Linked DNA regions of Mus musculus: region 1 is linked to region 2. A link is a contact called in public Hi-C data. All regions are on one chromosome and are shown on one strand. Each heading gives the region's core, a stretch centred on a gene start, on an enhancer-like site or on the middle of the called end of the contact. The rest is flanking DNA. Distances are from core to core; before and after follow the strand shown.

Evidence for each region. Hi-C and Micro-C count contacts between places; a contact is called where the count stands out from the background.
Region 1: a contact with region 2 is called in a Hi-C map of uterus, with 5 times the contacts expected there. The contact joins two enhancer-like sites. A contact is called at or near these places in 1 of 15 datasets of contacts at CTCF or cohesin (large pre-B cells), 7 of 484 Hi-C or Micro-C datasets (bone marrow-derived DN3 thymocytes, bone marrow-derived macrophages, cerebellar granule neurons and 4 more) and 3 of 115 datasets of contacts at active chromatin or transcription factors (the NIH/3T3 cell line, double positive thymocytes and embryonic stem cells).

The regions. Positions count from the first base shown.
Region 1 is chr13:52,203,975-52,209,459 of GRCm38.p6, forward strand. No RefSeq gene overlaps it. Among named protein-coding and RNA genes, the nearest start is that of Gm33041, 16 kb to the right of the region's middle. Within about 2 kb of position 4,002, at least 11 of the 459 cell types and tissues checked have an H3K27ac peak or open chromatin away from gene starts, as enhancers often do. A contact at or near this core is called in uterus, where this site is marked.
Region 2 is chr13:51,996,924-52,002,631 of GRCm38.p6, forward strand. No RefSeq gene overlaps it. Among named protein-coding and RNA genes, the nearest start is that of Gm40948, 84 kb to the right of the region's middle. Within about 2 kb of position 3,173, at least 40 of the 459 cell types and tissues checked have an H3K27ac peak or open chromatin away from gene starts, as enhancers often do. A contact at or near this core is called in uterus, where this site is marked.

The DNA of each region.
Region 1 (5,485 bases), core at 2,752-5,251, 210 kb after region 2:
GGCTAAGTCTCATGAAGAGCATTTTAAACAAATGTAGCAAGCTTAGAAAGGAAAAATATAAAGTATATGGTTCGAGCATTAATGTGTTCCATTAATGTGAAATGGAGCTGAATATTAAGTTCTAGGAGATAACAGATTAAGGGATTTGGGGGCAAGATCCCATCCAGCTAAATTTATATACAGGTATGGTGGTACACACCTTTAAGCCCAGAAGACAAAGCCAAACAGATCTCTGAGTGCAAGGCCAGTCTGGGACACAGCAGGTTCTAGGTGAAGAAAAGCTTAAACGCAGGCATGGTGGTACATGCCTTTAATCCCAGCACTACAGGAGACAGAGCCTCGCAGATCTCTGAGTTCAAGGTCAATCTACAGAGCAAGTTCCAGGAAAACCAAGCTTAGGCAGTAAGGGAGTTGGAAAACAGAAACCTTGTAATAGAATAAGGGAGGCCATGTTCCAGCCCCAGCAAGCATCAGAACACAGCAGCTTTGGCCATGTGGCTCTGGCTTTAGAGTGAAAAATAAAAGGAACTAATGAGACAGTTGGTGCTGGTTAGCTGGAGCTAAGAAATTAGTGGTGATTAAGAAGAGGCCAGCATCACTGAGGTAAGATATTCAGGGAAGTGTTTTCTGAGAGCACAAAGAAGTTGTGTTCTAGTGATAGCTAAGGTTGTACCTCCTGTAGCAGCTGTACTTGGTAATGTGTAAGTGTCACCCAGGTGGTACTGGATTTGAAGGCATGAAGGCTTCCTGAAGAACAGCTGATGCTTAGCACTGTGAGAGGCCATGGAAGGTCATTGGTGAAGGTGCAGCCTCAGTTGCAATTGACGGCCCAGGACTCAAGGGGTCATGCAAAGGAGCTGAGGCTTGGCACCATGAAGAGAGCCTACGAGAGGCTATTGGTGAAGCCTAGCTATAGAGGAAGGCCTCAGAGTATTGGAGATGCCAGGACCATGGGTGACCACCAAAAACAGCAACAGTGGAGTGGATCAACGAGAGCCTAGAGTGCTACAGAGGACAGAGCTGGAGAAGTGACCCAAGTCTTTGGAGGAACCCTGAAGATCATGTCTGGATCCCAGACATTGGAACAAGAAGCTGTGAAGTTGAAGTTGACTTGGAGACCCCAAGATGTTTAAATAAAGGTGCCAGAGCTGTGGGATTCCTGCTGAGGAAAGCTGCTAACAGAGAGTGGAACCAGCCTAGGAGAAAGAACTTTGTTGTAGTCAACAAAGATGAAAAAGGAGTTGGAGATCTGAAGACCACTTTGACATTAGACATGGAGATGCAGAGTTTAGAGTTTGCCCAACTGGTTTCCTGTCTTGCTTTGGGGATTGCAGTTAAGTGATTGGATGAATCTTAGAAGAGACTTTGAACTTTGGACTTTTAACATTGTTGAGACTGCTATAGACTATGGGGACTTTAGAAGTTAGAGTAAATGTATTTTTTATTATGTTATGTTTTGGTGGGCCTCCCAGGGCACAATAGACTCATATGTTTGAACAAGCCTTGGGGGCCAGGTAGTGGAATGTGATGATTTGTATTTGCTTGGCCCAGGGAGTGGCACTATTTGGAGGTGTGGCCTTTTGGGAGTAGGTGTGGCCTTATAGATATTGGCTTTAATACCCTTTTCCTATCTACCTGGGAGTCAGTCTTCCACTAGCACCCTTCAGGTGAAGATGTAGAACTCTCAGCTCCTCCTGCACCATGCCTACCTGGATGCTGCCATTTGACCTCACCTTGATGATAATGGACTGAACCTCTGAACCTGTAAGCCAGCCCCAAATTAAATTAAGATTTGCATGGGTGTCTATCCACAGCAGTAAAACCCTAACTAAGATACCCTGTCTCAAAAAAATGGGTGGAGAACAATGAAGACACCTGATGCTGACCTCTGGTCTGCATGTACACACACAGATGCACACATTCACAAATGAGCATGCACCCCCCACACACACACACATATACACAAGGGTGGGCCCAGGTCGTGGGTGGGGGGAGAATGACTTAGCTCTGGGAAAAAGCTCCCAGGAAAGCCACACAGCATACTTGCTGTTTCTGACCTAGAAACCCCAACCTGGGAGTCACAAAACAAGAGCTGAGCCCTCACCACTGCTCTCCCAAGATCCTGGGTCTGGAGCCATGGCAGGCTGACAAAATGGGAATGAAAAGCTTGCTATGTTACTCAGACATCACACGGGCCAGGCTGATGTAATCTTCCATTTCAATATCTGTACAAAATCTAGACTGCCTGTTTTCCCATCGTGAGCCTTAGGAGGCTGTGACACAGCCTCTGGTGATGCTGCAGTCTCTCTGGCTTGTGCATTTTCCTCAGCTCACAGTGACTTGCTGCTCCACCAGACCCTACCAAGGCCAACGTGAAAGGCATCTCAACAGAACTTATATGAGCATCGGAAAGGCTCACGTAGCGGAGGTGCAAACTCCGACTTTGACAGTGCAGGTTCATGCTTAGGTAAACTGTTCATTGAATACAAGCACTGCGACTCTGTTGTGGTTGCCCAGGTGATCCAGAAGGATGCTGTGTGGCCAAGTGGTGCATATTGTGCATCTACCATGACTGTGTAGGTCAAAGGGATGATTCATGCTACGGCACCGGAGGTGAGGTGAGGTTTTGGCCCACTGCTCAGAACACTCAGGATTAAAGACTTATGAATTGGGGGCTGGCGAGATGGCTCAGTGGTTAAAAGCACTGACTGCTCTTCCAGAGGTCCTGGGTTCAATTCCCAACAACCACATGGTGGCTCACAACCATCTGTAATGGGATCAGATGCCCTCTTCTGGTGTGTCTGAAGACAGCAACAGTGTACTCACATATATAAATAAATAAATTTTTTAAAAAAGAACTTACGAGTTGGTTATTTCTGGAAATCTCCACGTGTACTTTTTAGCCCATGGTTTGTCACAGGTGACAGGCTAAAACTGAATGGGGACTTGGAGGGTGAAGGGGGTGTGACTGTGGTAGGCACTATGAACTAGGTGAAGGCCAATGTGCTTTTGGTTTTGATCTTGGTACATGTGCGGCCAAAGCGAGCACTTGCTTTTGATTTTGATTTAACTTCATGTTCTAAAAAGCCATGTAGGAAACCTAGCCGATGGTTGAGTGACTTACCTGGGTCACAACAGCTATTAACTGACTGCCTGAGTGTCTGAGTGTCTGAGCAGCAGGCTCTGGGCCACTAGTACCCTGGTGTCCTGAGCTAGTATTTTGCCGGCAAGAATTCACTCGGACAACCGGATCCTTCTACGGCAAAGCTTTATTGCTTCATCATAAGGAAGACCCGAACCCGGAAAATGGAGCTGCTTAAATACCCCTCCGTGTGACGTGTCAGCTCTTGATTAGCTGCTCACTCATTACCCTACTCCTATACCCTGAGATGGGCAGTGACTTGGCACGAATTTACTCTTGCACCTGTGCACATTACTTGTTTACCAGTTAGGCACTACAGAAGCCAGCGCCATCTTGTAATGGCGATTGCTCACGGCTCTCCACACCCTGGGAAGTGTTTTCTGACTTGTTTTCCAAATGAAAACACCCTTCTCTGGAGCCAGATGCAGATCCCTGTTATGTCATCTTTTCAAGTTATGCTATCCTGACATTGCCCAGCAAGGTCGGGAAGGGATTCACCCCAGTTACTGCAGAGTGCTTCAGCACATTTGGTTGTGGTGGAGGAATCCTGACTCCACCCTAAGGATGCTGTCAGCTTCAGTAACCTCGAGGGCACTGATTATGAAGCTGCCAGCTCTTCGTCAGTGTGTTGGATTTATCACCTTCATTTTAAAAATCTGATTTATAGTGTTGCAAGCCCCCCCCGCCCCCCGCGCGCCCCCACTTCGTCTAGAGTAGTTGTCAGATTTAACAACCAGCTTGTAAAAGTCCTGGCAACTTAACAGTTGGCGGTTGTGACCCGGTACAAGCTGACTCTGACCTCCACTGTCCCGGCCAGCTTCACAAACAACTTAAAACAGCATAGGCAGAGTATACGTGTTCGCCCCTTGAAACACAATGACCTCTGTTTCCAGCCAAGTGGGACTCCTGCCCTCCAGACGAGCATCATGTCTTTCTTCCCCATTCTGTCCCCAGCAGCTCAGGGCTAATACAGAAACCCTAACATGCACTTTGCCTTTAAAGCTCATACTGTTAGGGAGAACGAAGCTCCATTGCTTTCCTGGGCCATGCTAGCTCGTGCCCCACTTCCTCTGGTTGCTGTGCCTATGCTGGCTGGGTAAGGTGTTACCTCTCACAGGTCACCAGGCCTGTGAGCCTCACGAGCCTCGAGCCTCGTCTAAAGAATTTCAGAGGAGATCAACCCATGTGAGCTAACGGCAAGGACCATAGCTCCCTGTGTCCAGGACTGCGGCTAAGTCTCGTGAGCTCGCAGTATGTGGGAAGTGATGTGGGGTTGGCCAAGAACTTGACCTAGGCCTAGGCTGTGTTAGGAGTGGGTTCCTCCTCACCTTGGCTTCATAGAACCACTGTAGCATTCCAAGAGGTTTTTGTTTTTTGTTGTTGTTGTTGGGTCTTTGACGGCCTGGTGGTGGGTGTGGCTCAGTGTTGGAGCCTTAGTTCTGTCTCCACCATGTTTTCTGTTTCAAGCTGTGGCTCTGAAAACCATAGGTCTTCCATAGGTCTAGCAGATGTGTTGGCGTGCTTGCTAAATATTCTGTCTCTGCTTGGAAGACTGGTCTTTGGAATGCAAAGTTCTAAGCTCTACCCTTCGATGTTCCCTTTTCGGGGCGGGGGTCACTGTCCTTTTTGGGGATCATAGCCCTGGCTTCTTCTTTCCCATCCTTCCTTCTCATATGTCACACTTATAACTCCTGTGTCTTTCTCACCAGACTATTGTCCTAGTGATGAAATGGACAGTGGTTATGGATTTCCAAGTTTTCTGAATGACCTGGCACGAAGTAGACCCTCACTCACACACACACACACACACACACACTCACACTCACACTCACTCACACACACACACACTCACACTCACACACTCACACTCACACTCACTCACACACACACACACTCACACTCACTCACACACACACACACACACACACACAAACACTCACACTCACTCACTCACACATCCATTCACTGTTTAAATAATTAAATAATAGAACTCAGCACCACCAGCATCTTATGACTTGGTATGGAAGCCCAAAGGAGACATCCTTTGTAAAAATCATGGAATAACAAAATGGTCGTTTGAGTTTGCAATGTCTACCAGAGGCTGCTGTATTTGAAAACTTGGCTGCCAGTTGGTGATACTGTTCTGAAAAGTTACAGAGCCTTCAGGCAGTACAGGCTTGCTGGAGGAAGTATGTGACCTGGGGGAGGGTTTTTAATCCCACTTCCTGTTCTCTTCCTCCGCTTCCAGCATTGGGATGACAGTGCGATCAGCCAGCTTCCTGCTCTGCCTCCCTGCTTCCTGGGGCTTCCTCACCAGGATGGATTCCCTTTTTTTTAATTAAT
Region 2 (5,708 bases), core at 1,923-4,422:
ACACATGATGCAGTGGCTGTTTAACGTCTTCAATGTATATATGTGTGTGTGTGGCAGGGGTGGGGTGGGGTGGGGGTGGAAGGTTCTAAGTAGATCCTAGAACTTTTTATATGAGGAAACTGAGCATGGGTTTTTATACTCATAGGTCCTAGTACAAATACATGTCCTGTGTCTTAGATGCTTTCCTGTTGCTATGATAAATATCCCAACAAAAGAAACTTAAGTTCAAGGTTCCAGGCCATCATGGTGGGAGAGTCCCAGTGGCAGGATTGAAGTCACATTGCATCTGCAGTCAGGAATCTGATGTGTGAATTCATAGTAGTGATCAGATCAATTTCTCTTAATTTTTGTTTTTTGGTTTTTTTTTTGTTTGTTTGTTTGTGTTGTTTTTTTCAAGACAGGGTTTCTCTGTATAGCCCTGGCTGTCCTGGAACTCACTCTGTAGACCAGGCTGGCCTCGAACTCAGAAATCCACCTGCCTCTGCCTCCCGAGTGCTGGGATTAAAGGCATGTGCCACCATGCCCGACTTCTCTTAATTTTTATTCAGCCTAGGGAATGGTGCCACCCATTGTAGGTAGGTCTTCCCAATCTAAATTAACCTGATAATCTTTCATAGACATGCCCAGTGCTTGCCTCTCAGGTGGCTCTCCAACCCTCCTTGTGGGGCTGCAGGACCATTTCATCTTCTAAGACCAAAGCTCTGAACCCCTTGAGCTAATCCATCTCCCCAGCCTGGACTCCTCCACCCCACTTTTTGTTTGAGCTTGGCTGCTATGCGTAAGTTGTATTAATAGAATCATATAACATGTCTCTCTCTCTGTATGTATGTTTATGGTGTGGTCTCTCTTTGGGTGTGTGTGTGTTGTGAGTGGTTTTGGTGTGGTAAATGTGTGTGTTGTGTGTGTGACATGTACATAGTGTATGTTATGTGTGTGTGGTGTGGTATGTGAAGTATGTGTGTGGAATGCTGCGTTGTGGTGTGGTGTGTATCTAGGGGAGTGGATGTTGCATGTGGTATGTTTCTGTGTGTTTGTATGTAGTGTGTGGTATGTGGCGTGTATGTGGTGTTATACATAGTATGGTTTGTGTGGTGTGTGTGGTCTGGTGGGTTGTATTGTGGTCTGTTATGTCTACTGGATGTGGTGTGTGCAGTGTGTGTATGTGTGTTTGCATAGCACTGAGGGTATGTATGGTGTGGCACATGCAGAAGAGCAACAGAAGGAAGAAGTCACTCCCAAGCATCACTGTGAACAAATATTCCCAGAAGCCCCCAGTACAGAAGCAGAAGCAGAAGCAGGCAGGTCTAGCTGAGTGGCACAATGCCCAAGGGGCTTCCATGAGCCTGCTGAGAGTCCTGAAGCTCTAGGAAGAGTGAAGGTGGCTGGTAGTGACTGCAGGATGCAGGCCATCACTCACTGACTCCTGATTGACTGGGAGCACCCCAGGTAGCTCTGTAGATCCCAAGGGGATGATGGACAGATGCTCCAGACCTGACCTGACACCGGCCTCTCCCTTCCAAGTGGCTTGCGTGGCCACTAGGGAGCTAAAGGGAAGCCCAGAGTCCTGCCTGAGCTCTGCTCACTCGTTGGACTGCCTGAAAGTGAAGGCTGTAGGGTATGGTGCTAGCTTAGCGGGTCAAGTACTTGCTTTATAAGCAGGAGGGCCCGGGTTTGCTCTCCAGAACCTGCACAAAAAGCAGGGCATGTTGGCATGCGTGTAACCCCTATGCCAAGAAGGCTGAGCCAGAAGGATCTTGGGGCTCCAGCCTAGCCCATTTGGTGAGCTGCAGGTTCAGTGAGACACCCTGTCTTGAAAGATAAGGTGTAGCGTGATCGAGGGATGACTGGAGTTTGATCTCTGGCACACATGCGCACAAGCACACCACACACAGAGCACACAGATGAGTGAGGGACACATGTATGCGACAGGAGAACAGACAGTGGTCCAGTGCAGGGTGTGAGCCTGGCAAGTTCATGACCCATGTTGGTGCTTGCCCCCTGACTCTCCCCCATACCCAGAGTCTCCTGACCTGGTGGCCTTAGCATAGATGTTACTGAGAAGATATCTTGACCCAGGAAGGCTTGGAAGCCCTCCTAGGTGGAACTTTGGCACTTGGCCTTCTTATGCGCAGGTTTAGGTGTCTCACTCTCAGGATTCTGAGCCAGTCGGAGTGGGGCATGCTGGGTCTGCACTCTGGGATGCCAAGTATCCAGGGCTGCCCCTAATTCTCCAAGGACAGGGTGAATACAGCTTTACCTACTAGTGGTCACAGGGAAGACTCTCTTTCCTGGGGGAGTTTCCGTGAATGCCAACTAAGGGGATCCAGAGATCACCTCAAACACCAAGGGGAAGGCTCTGGACAACCTGCCTGAATCTACTCTGCTTCTGGCAATTAGCATCTGAGTTAAGACCCAGTGGTTCCTAGTCTGTTTAGCTTGCAATTGGAATGTCTGTGGTCCATTCTGTCTCTAGTAGCTTGTCAGGGCTTTGAGTGAGGTCAGGGTTCCTGTCAAGCGCCTGGAATGAAGGCATGAGCTGTCCACAGACTTTACTGACCGAGCACCTCTGGGTCACTGTGAGTTTACAAGTTTACAGTAAGAGCTTCTAAGAGAATACTGGAGTGGCCTGCAATCCAGAGTCACCTCGGAAATCTCGACCTTACTATGATTCCTGGGTATCCTAGGGAGGGGAACCTCGTTAATTTTATCCTTCAGTTCTCATGCATGTGTACACACGCTTGAATGTGTGTGAGTGTATATGGGTGTATGTGTGCATGTGTTTGTGTGTGTGAATACTACATGTGTGGCACACCCCCACACTTCACTCTCTGGCAGCTTGAGCCCCAGTCACAGCCAGAAACACCCCCATAAAGGAACTCTGACCAGAACAAGCTCACTCTGTGTGAAACCTGGGAAGACACTAAGATAACAGGAGTGTTCGTTTGGTGATGTAAGGAATAGCTCTGGCGAAGGAGCACAAAACATATTTCCACCACCCTGAACATACCAGGAACACACTGCTGCCACCGGCATGGTCCTTGAAAAGTCATAGGGACATTCAGGACTGGTTCCAAACAGACCCTCCCTGGCTGTCAGCTTTCTGCTTCCCTTGTCTGGAGCCAAGCAGAACAGGACAACCCTCAAGGATTAGCAGGGAAGGTCAATGTGACCTTCTAGGGCTTTCCCTCTATGTGGCTGTCAATAAAGGCTGAACTGAAGGACCTCTGGAGAAAGAGGGAGAGAGCCAGGGGCCTCCCAGGGTCAGGTGACCCACAGGAAGGAAGGACCCATATGTTGATGCACTGGTGGGCTTCCTCCTACTTTCCCAAGGGTCAAGACTTATAATTTGTTCTCCATTTAGGAGAAATAAATGAGGCATGCTTTTGTTTAGTAGGAAGAAATGCTTGATGAAAAACAATGAATTGGACTTCAGTCATCTGTTTGAAAAAACACATCTCACGGTTTTATGAACTCAGTTTCAGTTGAACTTAAGACCTCCAAGTGTTTTAAAGTGAACAGTGTTAGTTTTAAGCGGCATGCGGGCCAACCTGGCTCTCCAGTGCACATGGCTGACTTCTACCACGTGGAGTGTAACACAAATCTGCTAGCACCACCACTGACCGTTCTACTGGGGAAAGGTAGTAATGACAAATTTGACATTAATGACAAATCCGTGGATGTCCTCAAAGCACCAATTAATGAGTACCGTGTCTACTGGGGACTCTATTAAGCTGTGTGTGACTCAGAGCATTGCTGATTCCAGGGACTGTGAAATGTCAAAACGTGGAACACATATCCAAGAAACATGACCATGGCAGGTGTGTGAGGGACTCTCAGCCTTTGCACAAACACTCTGACTCTTTTAGGTTGCGGATATAGAGGTATAGTCTCTGTATGGGTGAGTGTGTGCATGCACGTGCATGTGCATGCGTGTGTGTATATGTGTGTGTGTGTGTAGGTCAGAGGTCAATCTCAGGCATAATTCCTCAGGACACTGTCCACCTTGGTTTTTGAGACAGGGTTTCTCACAGGCCTGGAACTTGCTGATTGGGCTAGGCTGGGTGGCCCCACGAACTCTGGAGAGGCCCCACTCACCACCTCTGCAGCACTGGGGTTACACGTGGACAGAGCCACACTTGGCTTTTTAGCACAGGTTCTGGGGATTGAACGTAGGTCCTTGTGTTTTCGTGGCAAGCGCTTTATAGACCCTGGAGACACTGTTTAGTCTCAGCTATCTAGAATGATGGATGACCGGGAGTACCCCATGTATCACACCTTTAGATGCAGGCTCTCCTGGTTGTTGTGAGATCCTATGGGGAACCTGATACGAGCAGATAGGAGGTGATACGATGCATGGGAGAGCCTTGGCACAGAGACGTTTCAGACGTTGCTCTAGTGAAGGGAGGGCTCAGCTTCTAGTCTTACCCCTGAGGCATAGCACTGACTCTGTAACGACTGCATCATGAACGTCCCACGGAGGACCAAACATAAAGGGCTTGTCCCTTCACTGATGGGACCTTTGGAAGGTTGGAGGAGGGTTCAGGAGGCAGGGCCTGGTAGAGGGACATTAGGTCACTGGGGCTGTGACTCCGATGTCTTCTTGATCTTCCCTTTGATTATCGAATGCCATAAGGTAAGTGGCCTCTGTGAATTTCTGGGTGTGATGAGCCACTCTGCCACGGGTCCTGGCACAGCAGGGCCAGCCTACTGTGAACCGAAGACTGTGAAACCAGATGTCAAAACAAACTTTCCCTACTCTGTTGAATTTCTCAAATATTTTTTCATAGCCAGGAAACACGACCAGTCTATTATTTCCCTTTAGCTCCATGCAGAGGTTTTTCTAGATTATTCCGGGCATCCTGTTGCAAGTTGGCTATAAGGAGTCAGAGAAACTGAGCAAAGCATTTGGCTTGGAGTAGGTCCACGTGTGCTTTTTTATCTCCAAAACGTTTGAACTACCATCTATGGAAGCCACTTTCCCTAACCATCAAAGACTCTTAGGAGCTGGCCCTTCCAACCCCCCGGGATCTCTCTGGTCCACATCTGTGACTCATAAATACGAGGAACGAGCTTGGTTAGTTTGACACGTTCTTGTAGTGAGTCAGGGAGTGGAACGAGCAACCGGTTATTTGAAGAGATCACTTACATAGCAAAGTTTTTTGGGAAATCTAAGGGCGATTTTATTGTGCCCAAAAGGAATGAGTTGTAGATTGCCAGCCCGTATATTTAGAAGTGCAGAGGATGGAGGAGGGCGTGGCCGTGACAGGCCTACTGCTCTGAAGACTGGGATGAGAAGGAAGGACAGTGAATGAAGGGCCTGTAAACACACCCTGGGCTCATCCATCAGTGAGCCATGAGCATCTCACTACACTGTTGTGCTCAATACAAGGAGGGTGTCGTTAGGATCCAGGAAAGAACCTGGGAGCTTCGGGGAGTTCCAGGAGGCCTGCCAACTCTGATTGCAGGCTCTCTGGTGGGGACTGGGAGGGGCTGTGCTGCTTTGAAGGGAAACCAACTGTGGCTTGGTACCTCATTTTCTCGGACAGTGTGAGCATCAAACATTGCAAGAAGCTAAGAAGGAACCGCAAGATACAACTGAAACCAGCTACCCCCACCCCAACCCTTGGCAAGCCGGTGGGAGCTTGGAGCCAGATCTGACATGCTTTAGAAAAAGATAAAGTATTTCTTTCATGTCAATGGCTTAGTGA